Linked DNA regions of Sus scrofa: region 2 is linked to region 1. A link is a contact called in public promoter capture Hi-C data. All regions are on one chromosome and are shown on one strand. The core of a region is the stretch at or near the end of the contact, and the rest is flanking DNA. Distances in the headings are between cores, read along the strand shown.

Evidence for each region. Promoter capture Hi-C pulls out the DNA fragments that hold promoters and counts their contacts.
Region 2: a promoter capture Hi-C map of fetal liver shows a contact between it and region 1, with 2.4 times the contacts expected there. The contact joins the promoter of MXD3 here to the promoter of B4GALT7 in region 1. A contact is called at or near these places in 1 of 5 promoter capture datasets (fetal liver) and 1 of 2 datasets of contacts at active chromatin or transcription factors (alveolar macrophages).

What each region holds. Positions count from the first base shown.
Region 1 is chr2:80,357,231-80,361,805 of Sscrofa11.1, reverse strand. It overlaps B4GALT7 (beta-1,4-galactosyltransferase 7), which reads left to right and starts at 1,928. Exons shown (of 6, transcript NM_001168422.1): 1 at 1,928-1,979. The coding sequence starts at 1,930.
Region 2 is chr2:80,634,605-80,639,179 of Sscrofa11.1, reverse strand. MXD3 (MAX dimerization protein 3) reads right to left here and starts at 2,197. Exons shown (of 6, transcript NM_001244104.1): 1 at 1,721-2,197; 2 at 1,350-1,455; 3 at 653-682; 4 at 408-522. The coding sequence starts at 1,790. It overlaps LMAN2 (vesicular integral-membrane protein VIP36), which reads right to left. Exons shown (of 8, transcript XM_013994865.2): 8 at 3,012-3,040. The coding sequence ends at 3,027.

The DNA of each region.
Region 1 (4,575 bases), core at 679-3,178:
AATTTTAATTTTTTAATTTATTTTTTTGCTTTTTAGGGCCACACCCTTGGCATATGGCGTTTCCCAGGCTAGGGGTCAAATCAGAGCTACAGCCACGCCAGATCTGAGCCACATCTGCGACCCATACCACAGCTCATGGCAACCCTAGATCCTTAACACACTGAGCAAGGCCAGGGATTGAACCTGCAACCTCATGTTTCCTAGTCAGATTCGTTTCTGCTGCGCCACAACCAGAACTCCTCACATCTTTATTTTTTTATCTATTTTTTTTCTTTTTGCCTGGGGCATGTGGAAGTTCCCTGGACAGGGATTGAATCTGTGCCACAGCAGTGACCCGAGCCACAGCAGTGACAATACCAGATACTTAACCCACTGAGCCACCTAGAAAACTCCTCAGTTACCTCATCTTTAAAGGGGGCACAGAGTTCCCGTCGTGGCTCAGTGGTTAACGAATCCAACTAGGAACCATGAGGTTGCAGGTTCGATCCCTGGCCTTGCTCAGTGGGTTAAGGATCCAGCGTTGCTGTGAGTTGTGTTGTAGGTTGCAGACGCGGCTCAGATTGATCCCGAGTTGCTGTGGCTCTGGTGTAGGCCGGCGGCTACAGCTCTGATTGGACCCCTAGCCTGGGAACCTCTATATGGCGAGGGAGCAGCCCAAGAAATGGCAAAAAGACAAAAAAAAAAAAAAAAAAAAGTGGGCATAGTAAGTACCATACTCACAAGAATAGATTGAGTTAACAATAGTAAAGTATCTATTTTTGCTTTTTAGGGCCGCAACCAAGGCATATGGAGGTTCCCAGGCTAGGGGTTGAATTGGAGCTATGGCTGTCGGCCTACGCCACAGGCACAGCAACATCAGCTCTGAGCCACATCTGCAACCTACACCACAGCTCACAGCAATGCCAGATCCTTAACACACTGAGCGAGGCCAGGAATCAGACCCAGATTCATTAATGCTGCGCCACGATGGGAACTCTGACAGTAGCAAAGAATTTAAAACAATGACTGGCACATAGTCACAACTCAATGCATGTTAGCTATTTATTAGGAAACAAAATTTGCCTGGAAGAACAGAGATTAAGTCTAATAACATTGCCACTCTCTCTTCCCAGGAGGGAAGCTGGCCCAGCATAGGGCTAAATTACAGTGACAGGTCAGATATGGGAAATCTATCTTCTATGCCCTTCTTAAGTACTCACCTCAGCTCCACCTAAGTACTCCTCCCCTGGATGACATTTATCATTTATATAGCGTTGACTATTGTGCCCATCACTGTACCAAGTGTTTGCATTTTCTCTCCTTTAATCCTCACAGTAACCATATAGATCAGAACAATTTACTTAGGTGAGGAAACAGAAGCAAAATATTGTGCCTTGCTCCCAAACAGCCAAATTGGCAGAATCAGGTTTCAAATACAGTCAATTTGCCTTTAGTGCCGCTCCTAACTACTACTTGGGGTATCACTTAGGGTATTGCCCGAACCCCAGGTGAACCCTGCACTTGGCTCTGTCCCCATCCAAGCTTGTTGCACCTGGGTTGACCGCGGCTCAGACGCTCCCTGCCTTCCCTTGGGAAGAGGAGGAAGACGCAGGAGATCCAGGGCGCTGATTTGGAAGTTTGTGGTCTTAGTCCAGTCCCAGACCATTGACTTGAGCCCTCCCTGGGGTCCCAATTTCTCGGGATGTTAAGCGGTTCTCGGAAAACAGCAGTTCAGGCGGTTGGAGCGCTCACGTGTTCCTCCGGACGCGGAACCTTTGACGCTGCAGCTCCGGGGAGCACACGGCTCGGCCGGAGCAGCGGACCCAGCGGACCCAGGGGCGGGGCGGACGGGCCTGGGCGGGGCGGGAGGCGGAGGCGCCGCGTAGGCCGGGGAGGCCGGGCTGGCCCGGCTCGGAGCTAGAGCTCCATGCGCCGCCGCCTCCCCCAACGATGTTCCCCTCCCGGAGGAAAGCGGCTCAGTTGCCCTGGGAGGACGGCAGGTGAGCGGCGGTGGCCGGCCCGGGCCACGTCCTCCCGGGTGCCGATCCTTTCCGGGCCGCCCCGTGGGATTCAGCAGCCCGAGGCCGTCGCGTCTCCGTCTCTGCGGGGCTCTCTGAGGGTTTGTGGTTCTCCTTGTGGGTCACTGCTCTCTCTGTATTCGCGTCTCTGTCTCTCTGTGTGTAGGTCTCTGTCTCTACCAGTCCCCGTCACTCCGCAGGTCTTCCTCACGCAGCAGGTCTGTATTTCTCCGTTGACTTCCCTTTGTGAGTTTCTATCCCTCTGTTCGAGTCTCTTTCTCTCATGGGTTTCTGTGTTTTTCCACTGGCCTCTATCATCGTGCAGGTCTCTGGCTTCGTTGGCCTCCCTCAGTGGATGTCTCTCTGTCTGTCTCTGGTTTCAGAGGTTCTGTCTTTCTCTGGTCTCTGCATCCCGCATCACATCCACGTTGCCGTAGACCCTACCCTCCCTCCTCATGCTTCCCCAGTCTTTTCTGACTGCCCAGAAGAATACACCCAACAGAAGCTCTATGCTCTGCCTGGCTGGCCACTGCCTGGCGGAGACTAAACACTCCTCAGACTGCAACGTTAGTTCATTTCCGGTGTAGCTGTGCTTGAATGTGGTCTGCCCCTTGTGTTGGGTGTGAGCTTGACCCAGACCTTAGCTAGTGATTACCACTAAAGCAAAATGGGAGGTAGAGGAGAGCTATTTGGCCGTTTACATTTGGAAGGACACCCACACTTCAGTTTTGAGATGAACTGCCAAAACTCTGCTCACTAGAACACATGATGGTGGATCTACCTAGTGAGTGGATGTCACCTCATTTTCTTTATGTCTCTTAAGTTTGCCAGATGCCTAACGACTGGAATAGAGTGGGCACAACTCTTTAATCTTTGGGGATTTTTCAGACTTTGTGTTGAAGCGAGAAGACAGGACTATGGTAGAAAGCCTGGACTGTGGATTTAGGCCTGGACAGGAATCCTCTTTGATAGCCATGTGACCAGAAGCAGACTTAAATCTTTCTCCTCAGCTTTTCCATCTCTGAAACAGGGATCATAATATCTGCTCTTCAAGTCTATCTGAGGATGAAAGGAAGTCATATATGTAAAACTCTTGACACTGCTTGGCATAGAGGAGATGCCAGTTGACTTCCAGTTGCTTTTGCAGCTTGAAGGTGCTGACACCAGAGCAGCTGAGTAGTCAAACCTGTACCACTAAGGTTTGTGTGAGAGAAGAAAGGAAAGGTAATGGAGGAGAATGTCCAGTTCCCAATTCCTTCCCATAAACTTTTGGAACATAACCATGCTCCCAGAAAACTTTACCAATGTCAGTGCTACTTTTGACCCACAGGTACAAAGATCCGTGCAACAGATGCAGGCTATTGTAGCAGTTAAGAATTATGGCACTGGAACCAGTCTGTATGGGTTTGAATCTGCCTCTCATTAGCCTTGGGCACAGACTGATGATGTAGACAAAACCTCTTCCAGTCTGCCTCCCCAGAACCAGAGTGGCCTGGGTCTGGGAGCAGCTGAGACTGCAGATCTAAAGTTTGCCACCAGGTGGCACAAGGAGCAACTTTTCTCAGTGTCCAAGGTCCAGAGGACACTAAATTCGGCTCTAAATTCGGTTGTTCAATGGTTTGGGGCACAGGAAGAGAGTGCCCATGAGTATGTATCCTGGGAGGAAGGAAAGGCTGGACTGAGGGATCAGCATGTGGAAGTGCATGGAATGCCCAATCCATGCCATTCTCCCAGATAATGGTCACTGCTTCTTCCCCCAAGGTGGGATATTGCCCAGTGTCCCTCTCCCTGGCCTCTACCCCACCCCAAGAAAGAACCCAAAGAGAGAATCTGTAGAGGTTCCAGACTTACCAGGCCACTGGCAGGATTGGCCTTTGCTCCTCCCCAGCGGAAACCCCCACCACAGGACAACGGGGGGTAAGTCAGAAGCCTGTGAGGGTGTCCTACCAGGCCCCTTCTCTGCTGCGTATGGGACCCGCGCCTGGTCTCAGGGCTGCTGGCTTCCAAGTTGGCAGTTGTGCCTCAAGAGAGAGGCAGAAGTTGATCTGGCTCTTGTATTTGGCAAGCATGCCCTGAATGCTTGAACCCTTCCTATAACTCACTTAGCAAGTCCTCTGCTGTGTGACTTGTGCTGTGGGCACAGATATGAATCTGATTACCAATGGGGAAGACAAGCAGGGACACAGATGATTTCAGAATTCCAAAGGCTTTGGAGTTCCCGTCGTGGCGCAGTGGTTAACGAATCCAACTAGGAACCATGAGGTTTCGGGCTTGATCCCTGGCCTTGCTTAGTGGGTTAAGGATCCGGTGTTGCTGTGAGCTGTGGTGTTGGTCGAAGACGTGGCTCAGATCCTGCGTTGCTGTGGCTCTGGCGTAGGCCAGCGGCCAGAGCTCCGATTAGACCCCTAGCTTGGGAACCTCCATATGCCGCGGGAAGCAGCCCTAGAAAAGGCAAAAAGACAAAAAAAAAAAAAAAAAGAAAATGTATATATATATATATATATATATATATATATATAAAGGATTCAAAGAGGGCACTACTGGAAACCATGGGAACACAAAGGAGGATATATGTATT
Region 2 (4,575 bases), core at 948-3,447, 280 kb before region 1:
AGGATGGGGGAGAGGAAGAGTGAGAACCAGCTCTCTACCTTCTGAGGGACCCTTACACATGACCCGTCACAGAATGCCTCCCATGCAGAGGAGGAAATGAAACCCAGAGAGGCTACGTGACTCGTCCAGGGTCCCACAGTTGGGATCCAAGTAATAATTGCTATAATAACAAGTGAACATTTATTGGAAGAACTTGCTTAAAGCCTCAGAACAATCCTCTGAATTATTTTCTATTTTTCTTCCTACCTAACAAATTTGGAAACTAAAAGCACAGAGAAAACAGCCCCATGTCTCACAGCTGGGCCACAACCTCAGACCTCTCTCCTCAGTTCCACCCGGCCCCTCCCGACTGCCTTGCTTCACACATCCTGGCAAGCTGGCCCCAGGGTGCCAGGGTAGCTCCTTACCTGGATGTGCATCCTGGCCCTGCGCAGAAGGCTCAGTGTGGTGTATCGGGCACAGTCAGCCCCCAGGGGCATCTGCTGCTTCAGCTGCTCCAGGCACCGCTTCAGCTGGGCCCTCCTGCGGGGAAGGGGTCTAGAGGGCAGTGCCAGCCCAGACTTGCTGGCCAGATGAGGGACAGCAGGGGAGGGAAGGCCAGAGGGAGGCAGTTCCTGGGGCCTGGTGCTGTCAGGGCAGGGTTGGGACTCACCTGCGCTTTTCCAACTCGTTATGCACAGACCTGCCAATGCCAGGGAGGATGGGGTGAGGGGGCGTCAGCTACTGCCCACACCCTCACTCCCAGGGCTCCCAGAGGCTCAAAATTCACTACAGATGTGTCCCCCAAACCAGCCCGCTGTGGGGAGCTCGTACTGGCTTCAGGCACCTGAGTCGCCAGGCAGAGGCAGAGAGAGTAAGGAGGCCAAATGCTGACAGAGGCCTGCCCAGGTGACTGTGGGGTCCAAATCAGAACCCCAGCAGCAATCAGGAAGGGCTTCCTGGACACAGGTGACAACTGAACTAAGCCCAGCAACACAAGTTATTCAAAATGGGTAGTGGACAGAGAGGCATTCCAACTGGGGGGAACAGCATGTGCAAAGGGTTGAGAAGACAGCAAAGGAGTAAGCTTGGGGACGTAAGAGTGTGGAGTGTAAGAGTGTGAGGGGACGCAAGACCCAGAAGTGTCTGGTTTACAGTTCCTAACATACCAGAGAAAGAGTCCTTGAACGAAGAGTGTTAAGGGGCGGGAGAGGAGGGGAGAAACGGCAGGAGGAGTCTGAATACCTCCAGAGGAGGGTACCTGACCCAGACGATTCAAGCAACAAGGATGAAGTGGGCAGTGGAGGGGCCCGAAGAGGGCCGGCGCCCATCCCCCACCCCAGGTCCCCGCTGTCCCCAGCCTTCCTCACCGCCCACTGTCCAGCGCGCCAGGATCTTGGGGGGACCGCCGCCTCCTCCTGTGGACCGGGCCAGGACTTCGGTGCGGAAACAGGGACGCATAGCCATGCTCCGCCTCTGCGGGAGAGAACCCCCGCCCGCGTCAGGCTGGGGCTAACACCAGCGGGCGGCCCTGGCACAGTAGGATCAGGGAGGGCCTTCTGGCTACAGGGCTATGTCGCCAAGCCCTCCCACCACACTGCCCGACGCCTCTGAGGTGAGGGAGGGGTGCCCCAGAACTACTGCCCTAAAGCCATGCATCTTTCAAGTTGGGAGCCAAGTCCAGCCCAGGCCCATGTCAACGAGGTCGCTGCCTCGAGTAGAACCAAGGGTTCTTCCTCACCTCTCTCGCGGCGCTCCAGGAACTCGGCCGCCTGCAGCAGAACTTGGATATTGCTGGCCACGGGTTCCATGTCCGCGACAGCTGGCGGCGGGCTGGCCTACGGTGCTGGCCGGAGGAGCGGCTGCACCACTTTTGTTACAATGTAACTGACACGGCGCAACAAACACAGGCGCTCGGCCCCGCCCCCCAGGACGCCCCGCCCCGCCCCGGGACAGCCCAGCTCCTGGCCCCGCCCTCCTGAAACTTGCCGGGGAACCTCGGGGAACCTCGGCCCACCCCACGCGACCACGCCCGCCCCCTCAGACTTGTAGGGCTGCTACAAGCTTCGGCTCCAGGCCCGACCCTTGGACAAACTCCTGGGCTGGAGGGTTGCTGCGTCCTACAGCTTCGCTCAGCAACTCCACGTCTGTTACTTGCGTTTCTAGGCCTCAGTTCCCAGCCCCGTGCTGGTGGCGAAAGGCCGGAACACAGAATGGTGCTTTGGGGGCGGGTGATCTCTAGGAGGCCCCTGGCTCCGCCGCTGCACGTGGGCACGGCGGAGGCGGGGCCCGACGGGCGCCCTCACTCATTTGCCCATTGCCTCCTGCGGCCAGCTGTCTTCACCTTGGGGCGGGGCTGGGGGGCCTCTGAGGCACCATTGGCTGCGCGCGGTTCCGCCTTCTCCCGCCGCTGGTCAACATGTTCGGGCGGGAAAAGGAGCAGGTTTCAAATTTGAAAACCCGAGCGAGGAGGGCGGAGTTGAGCGGGGAATGGGGCCCGCAGTGCGCAAGCGCCAGGGAAGAGGGGCGCGGATCTGGCTCCTGCGCTCCCGGGTCTGTACCTTTGCCTGCTTGCCATCTGCCCCCGTAACGCCCACTGGGCCTCAGCTTCCTACTGTGGCGGATGGGAATAGTCTCCCGGCTCCTCCAACCCCTCATCTGCAGGGAAGCTACTGTCGCTATGAAAACATCAGAAGGGTACCAACTTGAGAACTGATTTGCTAGGGTTCTGGAGCCGACACCAATTCTTCTTGTCACCAATACTTCTCAGGAAAATGCCTTCCTTCCTGTAGGATCGAGAAGCCTTGGGACGGCGTCTTTGAAGGATCTGAACCCATGCCTATGCTGTGTGCAGTTTGTAGAAGCTCCTGGTGTCTTAAGGTTGGTGCAACCTGATGCAGGCTTCTTCCTCCCACAGGGCCCCTGGTCGTCTTACTCGGAGTCCATGGGCCCTTCTTTAACGTGACTTTATAGCCTCCTGAAGAAGATGCAGTGACTTCTATGGGTAGCACCACGAGGTGTCGTCACACCTGAGGGGGCGGTGAAGCCTAAGGGTGGAGACCTGAAGATGAAAGCAGCTGTTACAGGGTGGAGCATTACCGCCAGACTGGGGCTGGGTCTGTGACCCGGAAAAGGAGAGGATGGAGAAGTAGGAACTAGATTCTTTTTTTTTTTTTTTTTTTTTTTTTTGCTTTTTAGGGCCACACCTGCGGCTTATGGAAGTTCCCTGGCTAGGGGTCAAATCAGAGCAATAGCTAGAGGCCTACATCACAGCCACAGCAAGGCAGCATCCTTAACCCACTGAGCAAGGTCAGGGATGGAACTTGCGTCCTCATGGATACTAGTTGGGCTCCTTAGTGCTAAGCCACAACAGGAAATCCCTAGATTCTTTAAAAAGAGACAGTCCTGGGTAAACACATAGCACATGGCAGTCAGTCCTCAGATCCTTGAGAAAAAAACTTTTTGTCTTTTTAGGGCCACACCTGCGGTATATGGAAGTTCCCAGGCTAGGGATCAAATTGAATTGGAACTGCGGCTGCCAGCCTACACCACAGCCACAGCAACTCAGGATCCAGGCCTCATCTGCAATCTACACCACATCTCTGGCAATGCCGCATCCTTAACCTACTGGGCCAGGGATCAAACCTGAGTCCTCGTGGGTACCAGTCAGTTTCATTACCAATGAGCCACAATGGAAACTCCACGAAAAAAACGTTTGAGTTTCTAAGGGTCATTCCCAGAGGAATTACTGATATGATCAAAGAACTGCTGCTTGGGACTGTCCACCCCTTCACCCACCCATTCACTCATGAAACATTTGCTAAGCACTTGCTGGACCCTAGGCACTGTACTGAGGCCTAGAAAATACAAGGATGGGCACAACCAGATATAGTCCACACCTCTGCAGAGCTCATAGGTGAGGGGGGAAGAGACACAGTCATCACACAGTAGAGATACACTTTGACAGGTCCTCACAGGAAAAATACAATGTAAGTGCATGTCCTTAGGAGCATTTGACCTAATCAGGAAGGTCAGAGAAGGTTTTTCTGGGGGAGGTGGGTGAGTAGGAGTTACCTACATTTAGTAGGAGGAGGAGGAACCGAGGAGCATTCCACAATGCAGAGTACTAACTACTATACGATCACGGCACACAGGCCAAGCGACAAGATTTCCAGATACATGAACAGCAGGTGCCAAGGCCCTGAGGCTGAAAGGAATGTGTGCAGATGGAAAGAAGCCCGATGCACGTGGCCAGTATAAAGCGATCCAAGAGCGTGGTGCAGGCTGACACTGGAGAGGCTGGCAGGGCCCAGAACAGGCCGATGGGTTCCCCAAACCCCCACCTCCAATTCATTATGCCTGAAGAAAGGTGTTACAAGACTTGTGAATGAATTTCCAATTTTATTTCACTAAAGGCAGCATCCACACAGTGGAGGCACAAACCCGGATCCAGGTAGCCCAGCCTCAGAGTAGGGGCAGGATGCAGAGAGTGGATACTCTGAAGGAGGAGAGTTCCCTGCAGAGGGAGGAAGGGAGCTCTTGAAGAGTTAGAGCCGTTCCAACTGGAGGTTGTGGAAGTGAGGCGGTGGGGCGGGG